2 separate regions of the Macaca mulatta genome follow, and region 1 is linked to region 2. The links are chromatin contacts, called in public Hi-C maps. All regions are on one chromosome and are shown on one strand. Each heading gives the region's core, a stretch centred on a gene start, on an enhancer-like site or on the middle of the called end of the contact. The rest is flanking DNA. Distances are from core to core; before and after follow the strand shown.

Region 1 (6,006 bases), core at 1,827-4,326, 71 kb after region 2:
CCCGCTCCTCCTCAGCCCTGCCTGCAGGTGAAGGCTGGAGCTGAAGACCAGGGTTAGGAGGAGCCAAGAGTTTCCCAGTCCGGAAGAATCTCCGGGTTCCACCCACCCCCTCCTGGCAGGGCCTTGTCATATAAAAGAGCCCCAGGGCCTTTCAAATGCGAGGCCCAGGTGTTTGCAAAGGCTTTGATTGGGGGTGGAAAGGAAGGGCGGCTGCATATTTCAGATATTAATAAATTCCCCCTAACAAAGGGCCGGGCCCCCCTCCCACTCCTCTTTGTTTGGGGCTCTGGGTGAGGGGAAAGAGATGAATTTGCTAATTTGCAAAGCGTGTGAGAATGGCCTTCAGAATTCAGGTGCTTCTTCCCACGAGGCAGGCTCCAGCCCTGCTGGCAGCGCCCTGGTACTGAGCCTTCTCAGCATGCCCTTTCTGGGCAAGAGGTGCTGTCTGCCCGGGCATGGGACCATGGACTTTTGAATATTCCTCACCAGCCTCTTGGCTGCAGCCAGGTGTCCTGGGAGTCAGGAACGGAGCATCTTGGGAGTCTAGGCTTCCCTTCTCCTCAGATTCCAAGTGTGAGATTGGAGGGTTCTAGGAGTCCATGGGTCCCACCAGCTTCACTTCCTCCTGCCTCCCCAACCCCTGCCCCACTCCTGCCATTGGGCCTGTGGTCCCTGTTCTGTCCTCCCTGGCCCAGTCTTTCCGTTTCTCCTGCTTTTTCCATTTCCTCTGCTCTCAGACAACTTTTCCTGCCATGCCACCTTCTCCTCCCTCCGTCACCAGCAACATCTCCCAACTGCCCTAGTCCTGATCCCTGTATTGACTTTAGGTCTTCCTGGCTCAGAACAGCCCCCAGCCTGGCCCTGATTACAGTGGGAGCTGACTGGGGAACAGGGAGCCCCAGCTGGGGGAACCCACAACAGCATAGCAGGCAGCTCAGAGGAAACATCAGCCCTGTCTGGAGTAGGATCCCACCCTGCAACCCGTGAATGTCCTACCCGGCGGCAAACCCACGTGCCTACAGGGCCAGCCAGGAACCTGGGTGAGCAAAGCTGTTGGTATGAGCGAGAGAATATGAGGCAACTGACCCTCCGTGAGTGCTGGAGAGGCAAGAGGGAGTGGTGGGGACTGTGGTGAACTAAAGAAAGCACGCCTATCTTAAGAGGGAGGCCACCTCTCAGAAGTGTGGGCCCGGGCTACCAGATCTCCGGGCTTTTTAAAGGCAGCTGGAAATCTGGATTTTTATGAGAAATTTCCCAATGTGCAATGTGGATGACTGATTTAAAAGTTGTAATCATGGGGCCGGGTGGGGTGGCTCACGCCTGTAATCCCAGCACTTTGGGAGGCCAAGGTGGGCGGATCACGAGGTCAGGAGATCGAGACCATCCTGGCTAACACGGTGAAACCCCATCCCTACTAAAAACACAAAAAATTAGCCAGGCTTGGTGGCACGCGCCTGTAGTACCAGCTACTTGGGAGGCTGAGGCAGGAGAATCACTTGAACCCAGGAGGCAGAGGTTGCAGTGAACTGAGATCGTGCCACTGCACTCCAGCCTGGGGGACAGAGAGAGACTCCGTCTCAAAAAAACCAAAAAAAGTTGTAAGCACAGCTCAGTTAGGGCCTCCTGTCAGCCTCTCTGCAGGCTGACTGTTCTACAGTCTCAGGGGATGAGCAGCCCAGAGGGATTACCCAGGTCCCATGGGGAGAATGTTCTGGAGCTGAGGCCAGGCCCCAGGGCTCTCCACCCTCACTCAGTCCTCTAATGTCCTGTCTCATCTGATCTGTGTGTCCATCTGAACTTGGGAGGCTGGTGTGGAGCCTTGGGAGGCATTGTATGTGCCAGGCTGGAGTGTAGGGTAGGGTGCCCCGGGGCCCTTCATTCCTGTTCTGGGGCTTGTTAGAGGGTGCCCTTGGGCACCAGGAAATGCTGAGATGGGAAGCCTGGCCGTCTGCAGCTACTGCCAACGTGTGGTCTCTGTGGCAGGGAAGGAGGGAAGGCAGTGGAAGGGCAGGGGCTCCTACCCACACCATTAGGTCAGCCATATTCCCGAGGCCAAGTAAGGGTCAACAGTCTCCAGGGGTCACACTGGTTACCTGAGAGTTCGGTCCTCAGTGGGCCCTGAGCTCTGTGTTCCCGTCCATCACTCCAGCCCAGCTCATGCTTCTGAGCAGGCCAAGGCTGTCCTGCCTTCCATCGTTGGCTTAGGCAGGTCCTTCCGCCTTGATCCAGTGTCTTCCCGCCCACCCGTTGGGATCCTGGCCATCCTTTAAGTCCCTCCTAAATATGCCCTCCCCTGTAAGCCTTCCTCAATTCCCCAACCAGATGTGGACGCCTAGAATCTTCAGGGGGTCTGACTCAGTCCTACATCTGGTGTAGGACAGCCCAGCCCTGCCTGCCCAGAGCACTCACGTCCTTTTGAGACAATGCATCTTGTTTCCATGTAGTGAAGACTCTCCTTGGACCCCAGAGCGCTTTGGGGCCACAGAAGGGCATGGTGCAGAGGCCTCAGGCTGCTCAGCCACACTGACCTGGATTTATTCCCAGCCCTGCTCCTCCCTGGCTCTGTGGTCTTGGGGAAGTCACTTAACCTCTCTAAGCTCTCATTCTTTTACCTGTAAAATATGGGTAATGACAACTCCTACCTCGTAGCAGCATCACCCATGGGCTTGGTGGGCGTGTGATACACATTTATTGATTGGAGGAACACACTTGTGTCTACCACCTCTGTCCCGCTACCAACTCCTTCAGGACAGAGATTGGACTCTCCTCATCTCTCAGTCACCCCAATGACTCCACAAGGCTGGTTCACAGCTTTGTACCATGAAGCATCAAACTGAACACAGTTCTTGGGTGGCTCTGGGGATATCCAGCAAAGAGTTAAGACAGTCGCAGGCCCCTCAGGATCCCACGTGACCCTTAGTTGCTGAGCCCCAGGGTCTGACGTAGACAGGCTCCTCCAGACTCATTTTTTGCTGGTGGCTCATGGAAAGTTTGGTTCTTTGAGCTCCAGGCCACTCCCTCTGGGGCCTGAGTCCTCGCTGAAGCTGGTCCTGCCCTGGAAGGGCGTCCGGGGCTGGCTGCCCGTCTGCGGATCCTTGGCCAACAGTTCCGCCTGCTCTGTCTCCGCCTGACTTCCTGCTGCCCTGGCCTTCTCCCCAAGGACAGAGCAGCAGCCCGCCCCCTCTGGCCGCAGGGAGGCTTTTTTCAGCACCTTCATTCAGAATCACTTCTTGTTTTGGGAAAGAAAGCCTTTTCCTGCTGAAGTCCATAGGCTCTATGAGCAGCAACCCCAGAAAACTGCAGCCAGGGAGCCAGGTTTGGTGGCTGGTGCCTGTAATCCCAGCTGCTCAGGAGGCTGAGGCCATAGGACTACTTGAGACCAAGAGTTCGAGACTAGCTTGGGCAATGTACCAAGACCTCATCTCTACATTTTTTAGAAGCCAGGCTTAGTGGTTTGTGCCTGTAGTCTCAGCTACTCAGGAGGCTGAGGCGGGAGGATTTTTGTTGTTGTTGTTGTTGTTGTTGTTTTGTGGAGTTTTTTTGAGACAGGCTCTCCTATCACCCAGACTGGAGTGCAATGGCACAATCACAGCTCACTGCAGCCTTGACCTGCCAGGCTCAAGCAATCCTCCCACCTCAGTCTCCCTAGTAGCTAGGATCACAGGTGTACACCACCATGCCCAGCTATTTTTTTACTCTTTTTATAGAGACAGGGTTTCACTTTGTTGTCCAGGCTGGTCTGGAACTCCTAGGCTCAAGCAATCTCCCTGTCTCAGCCTCCAAAGTGTTAAGATTACAGGTTTAAACCGCCTTACCCAGCTGGGAGGATCTCTTGAGTGACAGGGTAAGAACTCTTCTCTAAAAAGAAAAGAAAACCGTGGGCAGTAAAAGCCAAGGAGGCCTTAGTTATCTGCTGGTCAGAGTGGAACTCTGGCTCCACGGTCCCTCCGAATCTGCTGCTTTACCTCTCTGAACCGCAGTGTTCTCAGATGTGAAAAGGGGAGAATAAATTTCCCTTTGTGGGGGATTAAATGAGATAAATTAGATGCTCAATACATATTTTTAAAATGTGATCAAAGTGCTTAGCACAAAATGTGGCATGCAGGAACCCTCTAGATGGGATGCATCTCATTAGCCAGCTCTCCCTTGTACAGATAAGGAAACTGAGGCTCAGCTCCCACCTCCAACCAGCTTGGGGAGAAGGAGGCTGGGAGATGGCGTGCCTGGAGCCAGGGACAGGCTAAGCTGGAGGCCCAGGCTTGCCAGCACCATCTCTGTGCTCCGAGGATCCGGCCTCAGTGTCCCCATTTGTAAAGCAAATGGGTTGAACAAGGGCGGAAGGCTCTGCAGAGGTGCCTCGGTGGAGGGAGGTGAGCAAAGGGGAGCTATCTGCACCCACCCACTCCATGCAGCCTTCTGCTAGGGACCACGCCACGGGAGCTAGGGCAGGGAGCAGCACCCCCTTCAGAGATGGATTGGGATTGGCTCTGCCTGGTGGGAAGGAAGTCTCGTTTCTCCTGCAGGATAAGTTTAAGGATTCAGAGCCCTGAAGGTTTCTCCAGTGAGCCAAATGCCCTGCCCAATCACGAGGAGTAGGGGGATACCGGGTGAGCGTGGGCACAGCGATAAAATCATCACAGTCCCAAGCCTGGCTTGACCTTGACTCTGCTGATCCAAGGTCAGGGTCTCAGAGAGCTTTGGGGCTTAGGGTGGCAGGACTTAGAGGCAGGGGAGGGGCCTATGGTCAATATTGATCTAGCTGAGTCAGGGGAGGACAGGGAAGTGGGAAGCCTGGGGTGGGGCTCCCTGATAACTGCATCTTCAGGCTGCCATTGAGACTGTGGAAATGGGGTGGGGACAATGGGGGGAGGGGGAGGGGATGCTCCATGCAAATTCCCAAACCTGGGCGTTTACTAAAACTACAGCTGCCTGGACCCCTGCCCAGAAGAATGGCTCTTATTCTCTGAGGGTGGGGCCCAAAACCTCTGTATGTTTAGCAAACTCCCTGGTGAATCTGCGGCAGCCAGCTCAGTTCTCACATATGGAGTCCACAGGTTCACTGTCATTGCAATATGAGGAAACTGAGGCCCAGAGAGGGGATGTGACTCCTCCAAGGTCACTTTGGGAGAGGATGCTGACAGTCCTCCCTTTTCTCTTGGAAGGAAGGAATCGTCCCCCGCCCCAGCTCCCTCCACCTCCAGTTGAGGCCCTGGGTCTGGGAAGGAATGGCTGGGCCAGCGTGTACTGAGGGAAGCGGCCTGTGAGACGTTGGTAGCCCTGGGTGGAGAAGGGAGGGCGAGGCTGGTCCCAGGAGGAAGGACAAGCAGAGGGCATTTCCACAGGACTGGACCTGCCCCACCTTGCCTTATGCACACCCCCCAGCACCTGCTAGGGAATGTTTCCTGAAAGATTTACCACAACCCAGGCCTGGGGAAGGCCATTTCCACCGCTGGGGCCTACCCATGCCCTGAGAAGGCACCACATCATGGCAGATTTGGGACTTACTCGGCCCTTAGACACCTCTGGCCCCCACGGCCTCCTCCCAAGTCTGTTCTGCTCACCCTGCCGCCACAGTTCTGGGCTCCCAGCCTTTGCTCTGGCCTCCACACTCTCCCTGCCTCCATCCCATCAAGCACCCCATGAAGCTTTCTCCAGCCCGGTCACCATCTCTCTTTCTCCTTCCTCTGGGCTCTGCACACTTTGCACCTCCAGATCCAGGCCCCATCCCAGCCTTCCTTGAGTTCTTGCTCTCTGCATGTCTCTTGCTGTCTGGAATGGCATCAGAGATTCCTGGGGGACAGGAGTCATGAGACAGGTCTAGCTCATCTCTGAGCCCTCCTTGGAGCCCAGCCCAGCCATGGCATGCCCCAGGGAAGCAGGTGTGGAAGGCAGGTGTTCACCTCGGCGGAGAGCCTCAATCTCACCTCCCTCCCTCGTGCCCTGGGCCATCTTGGGCGGGTTCCTTCCCTCTGGGCACACAGTCTTCTTATTCATGGAATAAAGAGA
Region 2 (6,863 bases), core at 1,939-4,438:
GCACTCCCCCCATCTGCTGTACTCTCCTGCCCAGGGAGGCCTCTAGAGCAGAGAGAGGGAGGGGACCCCTAAGGGTCCCCCTTTTGCCCATGAAGAGAGTGCTGTGTGCCAGGAACCCCTCCTGATTCCTCCTATTCTGGCTAGGTTGTAGGCTCAGAGGCCCAAAGTGGAGGTCCTGCCAGCTCCTCACACGACTCAGAAGGACCCCCCTTAGGGGAGCAGAGTGAGGATCCTAAGCCCAGGGGAGCAGAGTGAGGACCCCAATCCAGGGGCACAGAGTGGAACCCCAAGTACAGGGGAGAGGAGTGGGGGGCCCCAAGTCTAGGGGAGTGGAATAAGGACCCCAAGTCCAGGGGATCAGACTGGGAACCCCAAGTCAAAAGGGAGCAGAGTGGGGGCCCCAAGTCCAAAGGAGCTGAGTAAGGACCCCAAGTCCAGGGGAGAGGAGTGGGTGCCCCAAGTCCAGGAGAGTAAGCTTGCTTGGGGAGTCATTCTCAGAGCCCCAGACTTCCCTCCTCCCAGCACATACAATTCTCCACTCCTTTCCCACCGCCTTAATCTAAATAAATCCAGCCCATCTTGGCCACATCCGCCAGCAACAGCTTCCCTCCCTCAGGGTCCTGAGGCTCCCACGACACAGGCAGGCCAGGGAGGGGGCCTTGCATTGCTGCGGGGTTGATGGGGGGAGCCTGCACATGGTGAGCACATACACACAGTACAGATGCACAGATGCCTGCCTACGCGCTTCCTCACACGCTCCTCTGAAACACAACACACACGTAGGCAACAGACCATGTGTGTGCCAAGCCCTCATGCAGGCACTAAACATGTGTACACCCACACAAAACACATGTGTGCAGCTCCCACTGTGCCCACCACCCGTGGAGATGCTCCCGTGTACAACAGTTCACATGTGTATGCAGCACATACAACATGCATGGAACGTGTGCACATAGAACCCCAAATTCACCTGAACACGCAGCCATATGCATGAACAGACAAGCCAGAAAGCCCGTGTTACTGCACCAGGAACCATTCTGAGCACTTGGCATGTATTGGTTCACTTGATCCTCAGTCAACTCTATGAGGTAGATACAGTGATCATTTCCATTTTACAGGTGGGGAAACTGAGGCAGAGAGCATTTAATAACTGGGCTAGGAATGCAGAGTCAGAAGGGGTAGAACAGAGATTAAAGTGAAATGGTGTGACTCGGTGCTCTCTGCCACCAGCTCCACCGCTTCTGTGACCAACGTGCCTGTTTGGTTGGCTCTGGAGAGAAGGCAGTGGGGACTGATAGAAACAGATGGATTTGAGAGTTACTTAGCTGAGAATCGACAGGACTGGGTGATTTAATATTGAGGGGCTGGAGAGGGAGGTATGCACCTCTGTATCTGGCTTGGAATACTGGGAGGCAGGAGTGTGTGTGTGTGTGTGTGTGTGTGTGTGCACGTGCACGTGCTGAGGGGAGGATGCCGTTTTCTGAGATGAGAATAAGGTCAAAGAGCAGGAGTGAGAGCTGCGACTGAGCAGGTTTAGGATAGGGAGGATCTGTGGGCACTGAGGGGACAGTGGGATGCTCAGTCTGGAGGCCGGGAACAGGCCGGGTAGAAATAGCAGTGAGATGAGGGAGAGAGGGCCATGCTGCAGGGAGACGGGGGTGCTGGGGGCAGGCAGTCTCAGGCCTGGGATGCTCTGAATAAACCAAATGCCTGAGGGAGGAGGAGGCCTGGCCATGGGGTTATGGGGTCAGAGTCTTGGAATGTCAGCACGCCAGAGCCCTCAGGGATCATCTATCTGATCTAACTGCCTTCCTGTGCTCGATTGTGCTTGTGGGGAAACTGAGGCTTAGGGAAGGAAAGCAAGAGGGCCCATTGTTTTGGCCTAGACAAGATGGGCTTGGGTGGTCCGTGGGGCTGAAGCTCACCTGCCTGCACAGCTCCCCGCCTCCAGCCCCTGCTAAGATGTGAGGCTGATGGCTCAAGGCCCCAAGGTTCAGGCTACAGCTGCCCCTGCCCTTTCCACAGCACACCTCTGTCCTGCCACACATTGACCTTTGTTTAAAGTCACTTTCTCTGCACGGGCCCAGCCAGGCAGGGATTGGCGACTGAGACTCAGTGGAGGTAATTTGCTAAGTTGTTGGGAGAAGTGAGCCGAAGACTCCAGGCTCCTGACCCAGTCCAGTCTTCTGTCCTCTGTACCGGGGCACTTTACAGGCCTGGGACAGACTTTGGAGGGGGGTTGGAGTGGGAAGTAAGAAGACCTGGCTCTAGTCCCAGTTGTGACACCCACTTATAGGATAGTGGTCCCCCCTGTCTGCAGGGAATACATTCCTAGGCCCCAGTAGATGCCTGAAACTTTGGATAAAATCAAACCCTATACATACTATGTTCTTCCCCCTACAAATACATACCTATTATAAAATTTTATTTATAAATAAGGCACAATAAGGGATGAACAACAATAACTAATAATAAAATAGAACGATGATGACCATATACTCTAATAAAAGTCATGTGACTGTGGTCTCTTTCTTAAAATATCTTACTGTACTCTATCACTCTTCTTCTTGTGAAGATGTGGAATGACACGGTGCCTACATGATGAGATGAAGTGAGGTGATGGCGTAGACATTGTGAACGAGCGTTAGGCTACTACTGACCTCCAGACATTATCAGAAGGATCAGGTCATCTGCTCCAAGTGATCCTGGACCACTGAGCCATGATGGTGTTGATGGCTGGATGTCAGGAGTGGACTTTGTTGATGACTAACAGGAGGGTAGTGTATATGGACAAAGGGATGATTCACTCCTGGGCGGGACAGACAGCACAGTGCAGGATTTCATCACACTACTCGGAACAGCACAAAATTTAAAGCTTTTAAGTTGTTTATTTCTGGAATTTTCCATTTAATGTTTTTGGACCACAGTTGATCTGGGGTAACTGAAACTTCAGAAAGTGAAACTGCAGCTAAGTGCGACTACTGTACAGTCCTGACCCTCTCTGAGCCTCAGTTTCCTTATCTGTGCAAAACGGTGGGCAAGATTGTCTTGGGAGCACTTTCAGGGCTGACGTGCTGTGGCCCTCAGGGCTCCACTCTGGGAAGGCAGCTGTGCTGAGTTGGAATGCTGGGCTCGGGGTGGGGGTGCTGGGGAGGGACCCATGTCATGACTCAGCTCAGAGAAGGCTGCCAGTTCCAGGCCTGGGAGTCTGTGGGGGCAAGAGGCATCTGGAGCCAGGGATGGAGTCCTCCCGCCAGCAGCTAGAGTGTAAGAAAGGGATAGCAGCATAGCCTGGGCCTGACGGTGAGTCTGGCCCATGTGGCTGTCCCCAAGCAGGCTGAGATGTGGGTGTGATCAGGTCATGTCATCAGGGAGCCCCATCCTGGGAGCCAGGTAAGACAGCAGGATCACAGGGTGAGGAGACAGTTACAGGTGGAGGGGAGAAACTGGGGAAGTGGCAGAGGTTCCCACCGCCCCTATTCAATCCTATGCTCGCTCCACTTCCAGTTGGAGAAGGCTCAGTGCTCCACCCCTGCACCATGAACCTCACCACCAGCCTCGGGATCACTCTGAGGGCTACAGAGAGAGAACAGCCTGGCACAGGCCACACGGTCTTGGAGCCACTCTCTGTGCCATGCTGCTTCCAGGCCCAGGGGCCTCTTTATGTTTCCAGGTACATACAAAGTCCCCTGAACAAAGCAGCAGAAATCGACTAAGATGGGGCCTGGTGTGGGCTCCCGCTGTTCTGGAAGTCCCAACTGGATGGCAGAACAGTGCTGGTTCCCTGGAAGCCTGCTGAGCCCCCTGCACCCACCCCTCCAGCACAGGCTCAGCTGCCTCTGGCTGTCCCACTGCTAAGCTCCTTACCTCCAATCTGTCCCCTCCACCTGTTCTCACACACCAGCCAGAGGGACCTTTCTGAAACACCTATGTGACCTTCCCAGCCCTCCTCTGCTCTCCATCCCCCTCAGGCAAAGACTGGCTTCTCCACCCAGCCTTTGAGAACGTTCCGGCCCTGGCCCTGACAGCTCCCTCACAACTGAGGGAGGAAGGCGGCTGCCCCCACAGCTCCCCAGGGCCCAAGCCAGGCCCTCACACTCGTCACTCACTCGTGCTCCTCTCCCCATGAGGCCTCCCCAGGGAACACAATGGAAAGAAATGACCTATTTTCTGGAAGTCCAAAATAAGATGAAACATCTGTCTGGAACGGAGCCAGGCTGATAAAGAACGGGCTGATCCCCCAGCCCGAGCCCCGATCCCCTGCAGCAAACACCCCCTCACCCGTCAGAGTGGGTGTGCTTGGGGGTAGGGGCAGCCATGCTGGCTGGCTACTTGGAACGATGCATGGGAAAGCACTCAGTGTGTGCCTCACGGCTGCTGGGGCCCAAGGGAGGGGCCCTTCGTCCCCAGGAAGGCTGGGAAGCAGCCTAAGAAGGAGGTCAGTGAGGGAGGGAGGCCTGCTGCACACCCCTGCCCACCGGCTGTAGAGCAAGCACTTCCTGCCTCCTGCGGCACCTTGAGGGCGACCCCCAGGGCCCTATGGATTCCTGGCCCAGAGTCCTCCCACCCACCCCGGCCCCATCTGGGCCTCTAGCAGCCTTAAAAATAACAATAATAATAATAGCTACCTCTGACTTCGTACAGTTGACCCATGAACTACACAGGTTTGAACTGTGCAGGTCCACTTTCACACATGTGAAACATTCACACCCTTCCCACCCTTTCACCTCCTCCACCTCTTCTGCCTCTGCCACCCCTGCGAGCAAGGCCAACCCTTCCGCTTCCTCCTCCTCCTCCTCAGCCTACGTAACGTGCAGACGAGGGTGAACACTTTTTCAGTGATCTACTTCCACTCAATGAATACTGAATGTATTTTCTCTTCCTTGTGATTTTCTTTTCTCTAGCTTACTTTACTATAAGAACACAGCATATAATATACATAACAGACAAAATATGTGTTAATTGACTTTATGTTATCAGTAAGGCCCACAGTAGGCTGGCTATTAGCAGTGAAGTTTCTGGGGAGTCAAAAGCTATACATGAATTTTCGACTTTGCGGTTGGCGGTTGTCCCTAGCCCCCTCGTTGTTCAAGGGCCCACTGTACTTATCACCCACTATCTGTGCTAAGCTCCTTATGTGAGTGATCTCACCGAGTCCTCAGAACAATCCCATGATATCGGTGCTGCTTCCTCATTTTACAGATGTGGAAACTGAGGCACAGAGTGGTTACATTGTTTGCCCAACAGCTTGCCAGTGGTGGCTCCAGTGTTTAATCCTGGGCAGACAGGCTCTAGAACACACAGCCCCAATGCCCATGTGACAGCCCGTCTGTGGCAGGAGGCAAAGATGAGGAGCCCCGCAAAAAGGACAGCCCGGTACCTGGCACAGAACAAGCTCAAATTAAAAAAAAAAAAAAAAAAAAAAGTTAATTAGCTGGGCATGGTGGCGTGCACCTGTAATCCCAGCTACTCGGGAGGCTGAGGCAGGAGAATTGTTTGAACCCGAGATTGCGCCACTGCACTCCAGCCTGGGCAACAAGAGTGAAACTCTGTCTCAAGAAATAAAATAAAAAATAAAGTCGTCAGCCTCATCCTTTCGCCTTCTTTGTCCTGACTTCTCCTTTCATTCTTTCATACTCTCTTTTGAGCTGGCTAAAGCTGAAGCTGACAGTTTGAGTGGGAAACAGTCACACCATTTTTCACAGAGTCCTACAATCTTAGTACATTACCCCATTCACATCTCCCCCACCTTCTCTGCAGTTGCACACCTCCCATGACAGGGATCTCACCACGTCACCTGTGGCCCATTTCATTCTTAGCCAGCTTGGAATCTTCAGAGGCCAGACTATTGAGAATTGTTAATTACACTGAGTACAGTTTATCTCACTGTATTCTCTGCTTATTGGTCCTGCTTCTATCCACCAACCACCCACTCTCCAAACACAGGACATCTTCCTAGTTATTGTTCTCATCCCCGTCCCCAATCTGGAAACAAACAAAAGCCCCTACTAATTTAGAGCCAGGCACTCTGCTAAATGAGATGATGTAGAGATTTTGCTTCATCCTCACGACCACCCTGTGAGGGGGGCACACTCATTATTCCCATTTTATAGAGGAGGATACTGAGTCTCAGAGACTTTTGGTAACTTTCCCAAGATCACACAACAAGTAAGATGCAAAGGAACTGGAATGCAAACTCAGGCCAGCCTGGCTCCAAAGCCTATATTCTTCTTTTTTAGAGACAGGGTCTTGCTCTGTTGCCCAGGCTGGAGTACAGTAGCGTGGTGGCATGATCACAGATCATAGCTCACAGCTCACTACAGCCTCAAACTCCTGGGCTCAAGCGATCCTCCTGCCTCAGCCTCCTGAGTAGCTGGGACTATAGGTGCGTGTCACCACAACTGCTAAAACCTGAATTATTGCCCGTCATGCCAGACTGCCTGTCTCCTGATCAGAAACAGTTCTGTCCATCAGTCCACAGAGAAACGTTCTCCCTCTAATGGGGTCCATACGGAATCCAGGATCTCAGGGATGAGAAGGTCCTCAGGGATCTGGGTCCACCTCTGCTCTGACTGAGGAGTAGTGTATGCAGGGGGCCTGCCCTGGGTTACCAATAATTTAAAAGTCAAGCTAGAGATAGAACTCAGGACTAGGGATAGAACTCCACAGCTTCACTGCAGATGTCGAGGGTCAGCACACAAGGCTAGGAGAGGGGTCTTTGCTTAGGAAAGCCAGGTTCTGGCAGGGGCAGTGCTCCTGCGGGACAGAGCATCCGGGCAATCAGCCCAGGTGTGTGGCCGGCTCTGCCCCAGGCCTGCTGTGCTCAGGGTCCAGGCCCGCCCCTGTGGGGGCCCCAGCATCCC

The links. A called contact is a pair of places that touch in the nucleus more often than the background predicts.
Region 1: a contact with region 2 is called in a Hi-C map of fibroblasts, with 2.4 times the contacts expected there. The contact joins two enhancer-like sites. A contact is called at or near these places in 4 of 14 Hi-C or Micro-C datasets (fetal cortex germinal zone, fetal cortical plate, fibroblasts and 1 more).

The regions. Positions count from the first base shown.
Region 1 is chr6:159,180,880-159,186,885 of T2T-MMU8v2.0, forward strand. No RefSeq gene overlaps it. Among named protein-coding and RNA genes, the nearest start is that of SLC6A7, 24 kb to the left of the region's middle. Within about 2 kb of position 3,077, at least 11 of the 40 cell types and tissues checked have an H3K27ac peak or open chromatin away from gene starts, as enhancers often do.
Region 2 is chr6:159,110,038-159,116,900 of T2T-MMU8v2.0, forward strand. All of the region lies in intron 1 of PDGFRB (platelet derived growth factor receptor beta), which reads right to left. Among named protein-coding and RNA genes, the nearest start is that of PDGFRB, 12 kb to the right of the region's middle. Within about 2 kb of position 3,189, at least 6 of the 40 cell types and tissues checked have an H3K27ac peak or open chromatin away from gene starts, as enhancers often do.